Regions from separate parts of the Mus musculus genome. Here region 2 is linked to region 1. The links are chromatin contacts, called in public Micro-C maps. All regions are on one chromosome and are shown on one strand. Each heading gives the region's core, a stretch centred on a gene start, on an enhancer-like site or on the middle of the called end of the contact. The rest is flanking DNA. Distances are from core to core; before and after follow the strand shown. Region 1 holds the start of Carmil3 (capping protein regulator and myosin 1 linker 3). Region 2 has its middle 80 kb from the start of Gm52145.

The links. A called contact is a pair of places that touch in the nucleus more often than the background predicts.
Region 2: a Micro-C map of embryonic stem cells shows a contact between it and region 1, with 2.4 times the contacts expected there. The contact joins the enhancer-like site here to the promoter of Carmil3 in region 1. A contact is called at or near these places in 1 of 39 promoter capture datasets (hippocampal neurons), 1 of 484 Hi-C or Micro-C datasets (embryonic stem cells) and 2 of 9 other capture datasets (adipose tissue and liver).

Annotation. Positions count from the first base shown.
Region 1 is chr14:55,488,807-55,494,382 of GRCm38.p6, forward strand. It overlaps Carmil3 (capping protein regulator and myosin 1 linker 3), which reads left to right and starts at 2,263. Exons shown (of 40, transcript NM_001374104.1): 1 at 2,263-2,477; 2 at 4,066-4,160; 3 at 4,414-4,464; 4 at 4,572-4,631; 5 at 4,718-4,833; 6 at 5,022-5,119; 7 at 5,373-5,443; 8 at 5,542-5,576. The coding sequence starts at 2,438. It overlaps Dhrs4 (dehydrogenase/reductase (SDR family) member 4), which reads left to right. Exons shown (of 8, transcript NM_001037938.2): 8 at 1,013-1,534. The coding sequence ends at 1,127.
Region 2 is chr14:55,356,616-55,362,533 of GRCm38.p6, forward strand. No RefSeq gene overlaps it. Among named protein-coding and RNA genes, the nearest start is that of Gm52145, 80 kb to the right of the region's middle. Within about 2 kb of position 2,081, at least 7 of the 459 cell types and tissues checked have an H3K27ac peak or open chromatin away from gene starts, as enhancers often do. A contact at or near this core is called in embryonic stem cells, where this site is marked.

The sequences.
Region 1 (5,576 bases), core at 1,013-3,512:
AGCATCTGAATCCCGGCTGCACGTTTGAAGCATCTAGAGGAGCTTTCAGTAGTGCGCCTGCTTACTGCACCCTTCCAGGGTCTCCTCTTTAACTGACCCATGGTAGAATTTATACATCTTTTACCTTTTCTTTTTATTAACCCTTCCGGGTGACTACACTGTGCAGAGAGGTTGGAGAAACACTAGGCCTTTCTGTCCCTCACGCTGACACCCCTAGAACATACAGAACCACGGTACAAACTGTGTGATTTAGCACATCCTTATAAAACAAATGTGTTGATAAGAGGACAAAAAATAGATTGCTGAAGAGGATCTTTACACTGAACCCGTACAAATGAAACGCCTCGGTCATGCCGTTTCCTATCAGCACCGACTCTCTGACACTCAAATAGCATATTTACATGTTGAAATCATTTCTTTTGAAACATCAAATAATTGTTCACCATTTTATCGGCCTGACTTTGCATTCTGGTATCTAAAAACAGTGTTTCTATATTTAAATATAACATGGTTTTGCAAGATACAGTATTTATGCATCTATAAATTATAAGCACCTAATCATAATCACCCTATTTAATAGGCAAAAAAAAAAAAGGTTGTACACTGGTTCTGAGAAAAATCACCTAATTTTTTTTTCAATTTTTAAAATACATATGGGTGTTTTGCCTACATGCGTGTCTGTGTGCCACACATGATCCTGGTGCTCCTGTCCCTGTAGGGCAGAAGAAGGCATCACACACCCCTGGAATTGGAGTTTTGGACCGTTGTGAACTGCCGTGTGTGTGTGTGTGTGTGTGTGTGTGTGTGTGTGTGTGTGTGTGTGTGTGTGTGTGTGTCCTGAAACTTAAACCTGGGTCCTTTGGAAAGCAGCTGGCCAATGCTCCTAACTGCTGAGCCTTCTCACCAGCTCCCACCTGATAATTCTTAAGCAAATTTCATGTCCTGTGAACCAGATGAGAGAGGCTAGCTAACCTATTTGACAATTGCTTTCTCCTTGTCTCCTGTTTCCCAGGCTAGGCAAGCCAGAGGATTGTGCTGGCATAGTTTCCTTCTTATGCTCTGAAGACGCCAGTTACATCAATGGAGAGACCGTAGTAGTGGGGGGAGGAACCCCTTCTCGCCTCTGAGGACCCAGAAACAGCCTACCAGGGCAGGTGTGTGGGGCGGGCTCAGTCCACCTTGCCTCTGTCGCCCTTCGTTGCCACCACCTAACATCTTGTTCACCTCACAAAATCAGTTCTGCCCAGTGATAAGTTCCTGCTTTCCCTGTGGTCGAAGTGTGGTCAGATGAGCATCCTTGCTGTTGCTATGGCCTTGAAAACGGCTTTGGGGAGGGGGCGGGAAGCTGGGGGATAGGTAGTGGGAAAAGGGCTTGCTGAGAAGACTGTGGCTACTTTAGTGAAGATCAAATCCCTCTCATCCTCGCCTCTGGACACTTTGAGGAGAGATAGAAGGGACAGACCTGAACAGAGATAGAAATTAACAATTTACGTATAAGGTACAAATAAAATGAAGATGATCGCGTTGCTCTGAATCAGTGCGTGTTTATTTCTCAATGTGAGGTGCTTAGTGTATCTGAGAAGTCTAAGCAGTGCTGGATCTCTGAATTCTCCCTAGCCCTCCTCCCTATCTCCAAGGCCTGAGCTTGCCGCTCAAGGGTGGTTACGTCTGCCTGCCACGGAGCTGCTTGCCAGCTGTTGGGGGAGGTAGCTCGGGAACTCCCAGGTGCTACTCTTAGCCTCACACCCCCAGGGACGGTGCCAAGGACGCCACGGGGATCCCCGAGACTAGACTAGCGAGCAAAAAAAAAAAAAAAAAAAAAAAAAAAAAGAAGAAGAAGAAGAAGAACTAACTCCCTCCCGCACGTTCGGACAGGTCTTTTTGCAGCATCGTCCTTGATTCAGAGTTCCCTCCAGGGTCAGCAAGGACGAGCTGGACCGTTCCTGAGCTGGAAGGAGTGGGAGGGCGGGGCCATACAAGAATGACCCGGGGAGGGGTACCGAAGCACATAAACAAAGAAATTGAAGAATTCTGCTTCGGGTGGCCGAGGCGTGGGTGGCACGCCAGTAGAAACGCTGCACCCCGCCCCTGAGATAGCTCGGACACCAGGCGCCGCGCTCCGGGCTTCTCACGAGGTAGTCCGCGGGAGGGGTCGTCGCGAGCGCGCGCGGGGTCTCACGCGGCTCGGAAGCTCAGCGCGCATGCTCCATTGGCCAACTCTCCGGGAGGGGCGGGAGACCCAGAGCTCAGTAGCCGGGGGGGAGGAGCGCTCGCGCAGCCGCCCCTGACGGGAGCGGGCTCCGCCGCTACTGCAGCGCTCAGCGCCGGGCCCTGCCGGAGCCGGGACTAGCATGTGCGGCGCCTCTCGGGAGGCGGCGGCGGCGGCGGCTCCTCTGCAGCAGCAGCGGCGGCGGCGGCAGCAGCAGCGGCGGCCGCCATGGCCAAGGCCAGCGTGGAGCTCACCCGCGAGCTGCAAGGTACGAGGTTGCCTTCATCTCCGGACACCGGGTCCGCGAGCATCGAGACCCAGTGCTTTCCTGCGGTACACCCCAGCCCGGCGCCTCCCGCCCCCTCACGCATCCCTCGCTCTTAGGCAGTCCCTTCCTCTGAATCTCTAGACCCAGCTTTGCTTTCCGTGGAGCATCCTTCTCTGCCCCACTCGCCTCACCCTATCAGAACCTTCCTGTCCCGGAGCCGCCCGTCCCGCTCTTTGGTGACAGGAGCAGTTCCCTGGCGCTCTTGGGGGCTGATTCTCAGCGTTCTTGACCCACCCCTCTGCAAAGCATCCAGTCTTCCCTCCGGAGAGTCCCAGCTTTCTCCCACCCTCGCCGGGCGGGGCCAGGCGTTGGGAGCTGCCCCTGGTCCTGACTGCTGCTTATCTCAACACCCTCCCTCCTCCCGGCCCCGCCCCGGAACTGGCCCTAGAGAGGCCCCTAGCGCCTAGGCCAGTGGGGCATAGGAGGGGAGTCCAGGCAGAGGCCCCGACTGAAGCTAAAACCAAAAGCTAGGTTTCTGCGGCTCATTTCCAACAGCCCCCGTCCCAGCCTGCCCCCTTCTCCTCACCCACCATCCACACACATCTCAAGAGCTCTCTGGACCAGTGATTCCCAGATGTTTTTCCTCTAATTACACCCCCCCCCAGACCCTCCAGCCCTGCCACAACCCTGATCCTCAAAGGTAGGAGCACAGGCTAGCCCATGCAGAAAGCAGGACGCTCAAGGATACTCAGAGCTCTATTGCACTCTGGAGATCTCTGACACCTACACATGCACAGTCACGAGATGTTTGTACACACACCTTACAGAAACTGCACACATCTATGCACACCACACCACACCACACACACACACACACACACACACACACACACACACACACACACCACACACACATAATACTTGGATGGGTCTGTCAGAAAACGGATATGGGCTCACTGGAACATTAAACCCTTCTCTCACCCCACCCTCCTCACAAGAACTGTCTGGCACCGGTCCCCTTTCATATGCAAGCCAGCACTCATTCACACTTTCCTATCCCCACAAATGCCATACTCGGTTCCCTGCCATCATCAGAAGACAGGCATGCAGCCATAATAAAAAACAGATTCTCATACCCCAGAGCACCTAGGGTACAGTCAAGGAACATTCCTATCCTGGACTCCCAAACCCCTACAGAGAGGGGGGAGAGGGAGGGAGAGAGAGAGAGAGAGAGAGAGAGAGAGAGAGAGAGAGAGAGACTCACTGCATATGTGTTGATGGTTACTATAGTGCACGGGTGGGTGGGAAAATCCTTCACACCTTCAGAAGTGTAAGACACGTGTTCCCACAGACAGTGCCACTCAGCAACTGTCCCCTGACTCAGGGACACCAGGAGCCAGAGTTTTCTCCCTACTTTCCTCCCATAACAAAGTCACCAAAAAAAGGACCATCTCTGCTCCATACATACCTCCCTGTCTAGTACGTACGTGTCTCTGTTTCTCTCCTCTCATCTGTCTCTCTCTCTGGAGAGCGGAGTCAGGGTGGTAGGGGTAAGAGAAAGTTCTGAGCAGGTCCTACCCATCTGCAGACAGCATCCGGAGGTGCCTGAGCCAGGGGGCTGTGCTCCAGCAACATCGTGTGAAACTGGAGACAAAACCCAAGAAGTTCGAAGACAGAGTGCTGGTGAGAGCATCGGTCCCGGGGGAGGAGAGGAGACAGGCAAGGGAGGTGGGCAAGAGAATCAGCTGGGGTGGTGCTGAGGAGACAAAACCTAAGGGAGAGGGCAGAACCAGGCTGGGTTAGTGTTCAGGGTCTGAAGGTGAGCAGGAGAAATGCAGGGGGTAAGGTATCTTGGGACCAAGCTGAGGAGCTAAAAGACAACAAAGGCCCTATGTCCCAAGAGGCTACACTAAGCTGTTCATGTTCTGCTCTGCAGGCCCTGACTTCCTGGCGTCTCCACCTTTTTCCCCTTAAAGTTCCAGCTAAGGTAAGTCAGGCTCCGGGGGTGGAGAGGGCTTGCCTGGCATACTCCCTTCAAGTCTAGTAACAGGCCCTTACCAGGAGCTGAGCATCCTCCCCACCCCTCCCCACCAGGTGGAAAGCTCATTCAATGTCCTGGAGATCCGTGCCTTCAACACACTCAGTCAGAATCAGGTGAGTACCGGGTCCCAGGCCACCACCGCTGGGCCGCCTGGAAGAAGGAACGGCCGTCTGAGGCTCTACTGATCCCTTCCCCTCAGATCCTGGTGGAGACTGAGCGTGGCACGGTGAGCATGCGGCTGCCATCCGCCGAGAGTGTGGACCAGGTGACACGGCATGTGAGCTCTGCCCTCTCCAAGGTCTGCCCTGGCCCTGGGTGAGTGGCAGACAAGGGGTCTCCCAAAGGATTAGACTAAAGGTAGATTTCTCCTTCCTGTTGATCTGGTCTCCTGGAACGAGAATGCTTGCTCTCTCTGCTCTTCCCTGGAGACTCAAACACCGTGATGCAGGAAGCACTGAGAGTCTCTTTCCACCTTTCTCTGGGACGACTTATTCATATTCCAGGTGTTTGATCCGGCGTGGAAATGCGGACACCCCAGAGGGACCCCGAGACACATCTCCCAACTCGGAAACTTCCACATCTACCACTCACAGTGTGTGTGGTAAGCAGGGGCAGACATGAAAGCATGGGTCTTGGAGCATCTTGCCCCATATCCAGAACCCTCTGGGCATGGATTTTGCCTGAGGGGCCTTTGCCCGTCCTGAGGACGTCAGCCTCCTGGACCATGAGAGGTTTATGGCATGGAAGGATGCTCAGACATTAGCACATGCAATGACCTTGACTGTACCTTGAAGCCCAAGACGATTTCCCATCCCCCTCACCAACATGGCAGCCACCCATCTCCTGCCCTACAGGTGGCTTCTCTGAGACCTACGCTGCCCTGTGTGACTACAATGGACTCCACTGCCGAGAGGAGGTGCAATGGGTGCGTTGGGCAGGGACTTGGCAGGGATAGGTGGGGTCCTCGGGGAGGGGGTCGGGGAGGGGGTTGAGGCAAATGTGAGCCACTTCCACCTCTCCAAGGATGTGGACACCATCTACCATGCTGAGGATAACCG
Region 2 (5,918 bases), core at 831-3,330, 130 kb before region 1:
TCCCAGCTAGATGGAGTAAAGACTTCGAATTGGCTTTATCTGAATGTAAAGCCAATTGAAACTATCATCTCTGGTGAGCTCCCCATAATAGTAGGGACTCTAAGATTGTAGGTCCTGGCCATCAGTGCACTGTAAAACTCATGTGGGTCTCAGTTCAGGTTTTCTTTTTACTGTGTTTCATACAAACAAAACACAACACAATGCAACACTTGGGAGCCCGAGAGGCTACCTAATAGTTAAAAGTACATATTGCTCTTGCAGAGGACCCAAGTTTGGTTCTCAGGACCCATATCAGGTGGCTCACAATTGCCTGTAACTCAGCTCCAGGGCATCTGGCCACTCCATAGATAGCTGTACTCATATGTATATGCTCTCCAACACACACAAACACACACACACACACACACACACACGCTTAAAATGTTTTTAAAAAATAGTTTCAAAAAAGAGACCAGATTTTAAGTTCACTACAACCCTGAGAGGAGTGCAGAAATTCCCACATACTCTAGACCATCACACCATCATTTCCACCAGAGCAGGAAAGTCATCACTGATGAGCCTATGCCGACAGGACATGTGTGAGGGCTAAAGTTATGTCTTATATTTTAATTACTCTGCTTAAGAGATCTATAAAACACAAATGCCTCTAACCTGTAAGTCCCACTTGCCCAAGGACAGGTAACCTCCTGAATGCTGGGGGCTGCTATTCATGAACGACCACAAGTCAAGTGTTTTCTCTTCTGTAAACAAGGTTGGTTGCCCCAGCTGCTCAGAGAGTGCTTGGTCCCATGTAGGTGGGAGCTATGGAGGCAGGAAGTACATCAGGGTGTGTGCTAGTACTGGACAAAGATAGGAAACATGTGGCCTGGTGGGGGTTGCCTTTATGAACATCTGACTAACTTGATTTGTGAGCCGTCTCTGGGAATCTTGAGTCTTGGGTACTGACCTAGCCAGTATCCTGACTTTATTTGATAAAGTTTGCTTCAAACTTGGCTCAAAAAATATGGTGATGGTCTTATTTTCATCTGGTGGAGTTAACACATAAGCCTGGATGTCCATGGTTTACAGCAGGGCCCACTGCTGAGAGTTGTGCCATTTGAATAACTGTGATATAGTGGCATGTCTTTGTCTAAACTATCATACAGAGCAATTTCATTGCCCTAAAATCCTCTTTACCTCCCCCGCTCATCCCTCCCTTTACCACAGCATTCCATACCCACCCACTGGTCAGCTTCACTGTCACCATAGTTTTGCTATCCCAGGATGTGACACCCTTAGAATCACAGTGTCATTTCCAGAATGGCTTCCTTCACTCAATCACACGCCATCAGTCTTTCTCCGTGGATTTTCATGGAGAATAACTTTAATTTTTTGAGCAGTAAATAACATTCCTTTGTCTAAGATGGTGATGCAGCCCAGTGTTTGAGCACTTGATTTCTGAGGCAGGGTAAAGAGACAGAAGGCAGAAAGAGACAGGTGTCTGACCTTCAACAGATGGGACTGTGTTTATTAGCACACACAACAAGCAAGGGTCAGCCTCTCTCCTGTGGGAAATTGAGGGCTCTGCCAAGGGGAAAAGCTGACTGTGACCCTGTGTAGGAGCAGAGTGAAGGGCTTAGAAAGAGGGGAGATGTTGCAGTTTCTCTCCTGAAGCTTCTCCTTCCAGAAGTTCTTTGCTTAAGGCAAGACAGGCTGTCTCAGCTGTCATTCCTTTGTAGGATGACTGTACAAGGTTTTCCTCTTTGGAATCCTGTCTCACTACCAAGGCAATCTATGAGTGTGCAGCCCCGGGTTCAATCCCCACCACTGACAAATAAACACACAAATACTACTATCAAACTTCCTTAAGCAAATAATATTATTCCGTTGTCTGGATACCCCATAGTTTACTCCCCTACCTACTCAAACAGTCATGATGAGTGAGGATGAACGCCCACTGCTCACACATATGCAAAAAACCTGCTTAGTTTTGCAAAGAGCCATCAAATTCTCTTTCAGAATTCTGTGCATTGTGCTTTCCCAGCAGCAGGGAACAGCCACTCCTGTTGTTGTTCCACAGCCTACTAACATTAGCTGCAGCCAGGAATTTTGGGTTTGGCCTTTCCAATAGGTGTGTTGTGCTGTCCCTCCATCCTCTTGTCTTGCATTTCCCTGGTGAGGAAAAGACTAGAAAACCTCTAAACATGCTTGTTTATCATTTGCATATCTCCTTTGGTGAGGTCTGCTTAGATCTCTAGTACATTTTTAATCTGGTTGTTTTCTTACCACCAAAGTTTTAAGAATCCTTTGAATAGTGTATATATAAATCTTTATCAAATAGATACAGATTACAAACAATTTCTTTTAGTTGCTGAGTGAGGAGAGGTGGGATAGAATAGGAAATACTTGTCATTCACCTGAAATTCTAATTTCTTGGCGGTGGGGGGGGGGGGGTCCTGTATTTGCTAAATCTGATAATTGTAACTTCTGTGCCCTCTGAGTATTTCTCATGAGCTATGCCTCAGAAATGCGACATGTCTATGTTGGGTTTTGTCAACTTAACACACAAACCTAGAGATATGTGGGAAGAGAGAATCTGAATTGAGAAAATGCCTGTGAGCAATCCTGTGGGGAGATATATATATATGTGTGTGTGTGTGTGTTTGTGTGTGTGTGTGCTGAGCCATACCTGGGGAGACAGCCAGTAAGCAGCACATCTTCACAGCCTCTGCATCTGCTCCTGCAGCCACTAACTTGTGTTCCTGCCCTAACTCCCTTCAGGGATCGACTGTGGTCTAGTACAATGAGTTACTAGATTATATGGTAATTCTGTTTTTAAGTCTTTGTGGAACCACAGTGCCTTTTCTACGTGGAGGTGTTCAAACACTCACGCTGTTAATTTATTAAAGAATCCCTTGGCTTTCTGTCCTCTCAAGATGAGTGTCTTCTGGCCAGACAAAGCCCCTGGTGGGGACTTGCCACAAACTACTGTTTGCGGAAATATTGAACACTGATGGGAAATGAGAACCAGCATTGTTGGCTACAGTGCTTGCTCCCCATCACAGATTTGTATGCACTCCACTGACATCCACATTGTCCTTAGCTCCCTTTGGTTTAAATGGCCAACTTCCTTAAGTCATTCTTATCTCAATATTCTGCTAAACACTGGAGAAATAGGAGTCTGCAGAGATGGACAAGAGTCCGTCGTGTGACCCATGTACTCTCTTCTGTGCTGTCCCCAGATGGCCCAAAGACAGAAGGACATCTGTCCCTCTCACTTAATGTCAGTCAGTGACACTTGCACCAATTAGTATCAACCATCATCTACAGCCAGGCCATGCATTTAACCAGCCATTCCTTTTCATTTTTTTAATTATTGATTTTATTTTTGAGATTATAATACAATCTCATCCCTTTCTCCTGCCCTTTCTTTCCTCCAAACTCTCCCATAACCTTTACATGCTCTCCTTTAAATTCCTGGCCTCTTTTGTCATTAATTGTTGTTACACGAGGATCTATATGTATTTGCACATATATATTCCAAAGGATAGCCTTCCCAATCTGAATAATGGTACTTGTATGTATGTTTTCAGGGCTGACCATTTGGTCTTGGACAACTGATTGGTGTCCTCTTTTCCCCAAGCTTAGACCATTTCTCCTGCTCACCGCATTCCTAATGTCTGTAGCTCTTGGTCTATAGTTGAGACCCTGTGGGCTTCCCCCCACCCCCATCTCCTTTAGCATGTCTGGTGCTGGTGTTTTTGTTCAGCTCATGTTTGGCAGCATGTTTGGCAGCATGCTGGTGAGACTTTATGGGTATAACATTTGACATTACTCGGACACATGATCTCACAGTTAACTCCATGATCCCACGGCTCTTACTGTCTTACTCCATGATCCCACGGCTCTTACTGTCTTTCTGCCTCTGCTCTGCTTTGTTTCCTGAGCCTCAGATCCAGTTTATAGATGTATCCATTAGGCCTGGGCTTCACTGCTCTGCATTTTGATTGGCTTTGGTTTTCTGCAATGGTCTCCATCTGTTGCAAAGAGTTTTCTTGATGAGGGTTGAGGACTACACTCATCTGTGATTATAAAGATAAATATGTAGAATTTTACATTTTTTATTATTTGAGAATGTTACACATCCATACAATATATTTACCAGCTTCAACCCCCTCCACACACACAGTCCTTCCTTAGCTCCCCCAGATGCACCCTCCAGTCCCACCCCTCCTAATTTCATGTTCTCATTTTCTTTTTATAAATCACAGAGAGAAATTTGCATTGCCCATATAATCATTGGTGTGGAGCCATCAACTAGATAGTGGTAGACCTGCCAAGGACCACTCTTAAAGAAAACTTAGACTCTGTTAGGTTTCAAACCTGGGACAAATGGCTGAGGTGCCTTTTTAAGATATCAAAACAGACCTGGCCACCAAGTTCTCCCAGCATCCCTCAGTCCCTACCTGTTACAGGGTGTGGCTGGTATGCCTTGTCCCATACTTTAAACTTCTCCAGCCCAGGGAGTGGGCTGCCCTTCCCCCAGATGCTCTTCCGGATATAATCCAACCATTTTGGCTACCCACCCACTTGGTACCTTTGACACCACCCCACCCTCCCGGGCTGCTACTGATTCCCCAGCTCTCCCTCCTCCTTTGATCCCTCCCCACACAGCTCAGTTCAGTCTGGTCATGTCCATTCTAGACTCTCCTAAGTGTCACTGCCTCTCTGCTCTCCGGTATCTCTATAATGAACTTTCTCCTCCTCCATACCTAGGACCAACCATATTCTTTTTCTTTTTTTCATTCACTTCTCCTTTCCCCAGAAACCATCAGCTATCATTGGTTCCCCACTATTGGTAGGGTTTTGTGAGCCTTCCCCACTCTCAGCTAGACAGCCATTCTGTATTTCATATGTGCGTACTGTATTTCCTCATTTCCACCCTCTCTTCTTGTTCTGACTCCTCCGATGTCTGTGCATTCTCTCATCCTTTTCTTCTTTAGTTATTTTTGTCACACATACAGAGCACACATGTATGTATACACATATGTATATATGAATGGAGTCTGCTGAGCCCATGTAGTGTTGCTTGTGTGTTTAGAGCTGATCCCTTGGGATTCAGTGACCTATCAGGGGGCTCATTCCTGGAGAACACTGATCCCCCACCCCCCTCAGCAACCATTACTTGCCTGTAACTCTTCATCAAGGAATGGGCTCTGTGAGATCTCCCCATCCATGCTGGTACTGTCCTTACGTAAGTCTTCTTAGGAGACCACAGCGTTAAGATGTCCCAGGTGCAGCTCCCTGACATACACAGAAGACAGTATCTCACAGCAAATGACCTGGTCCTCTGCCTCTTATAGTCTTTCTACCTCCTCTTCCACCATGCTCCCTGAGCCTTAGATCTTAGGGTTGTGTTCTTCAATTCCTCAGTCACACTGAGCTCTAGCAAATGGAAGGTTACAGGACGTAAAAAGTAGCCATCTTTGTCCTGTCCACCAGGAATAGCTGTTACAGTCCAGCAAGGGTCTCTGGCCATGGAGCTGGAAGCTGCTGGCGCAATCTTTTAATGCGTTTGCTAAGAGCGCTCACCCAGTGGTCACCCCCATCACTACTATGACAATCATCACAGGAGTGGAGAGGTCTGTGTGGTTGGCACTGTTCTATCAGTCAGGCATCAAAGAGACACTTCTGTGTGCCAGTGGAAAAGGTTTTAATATGGGTAGTTGGAAGCTTAAACCATGGTAACAATGGCTGAGGGAGCAATAGAAACTGCTGCCTCTTCCACAAAGTCAGGAAAGTTGCTGACAGTCTCAGCTGCTTGCAATCGCTAAACAGGTGATTCTCAGGAGGTTGCCCAGAAGCTGAAGTGAATTGCATGCACATCATATGCCCAAGCAGCTGCTCACAGCTGCCAACCAGGGTGCTGACTCCACTTC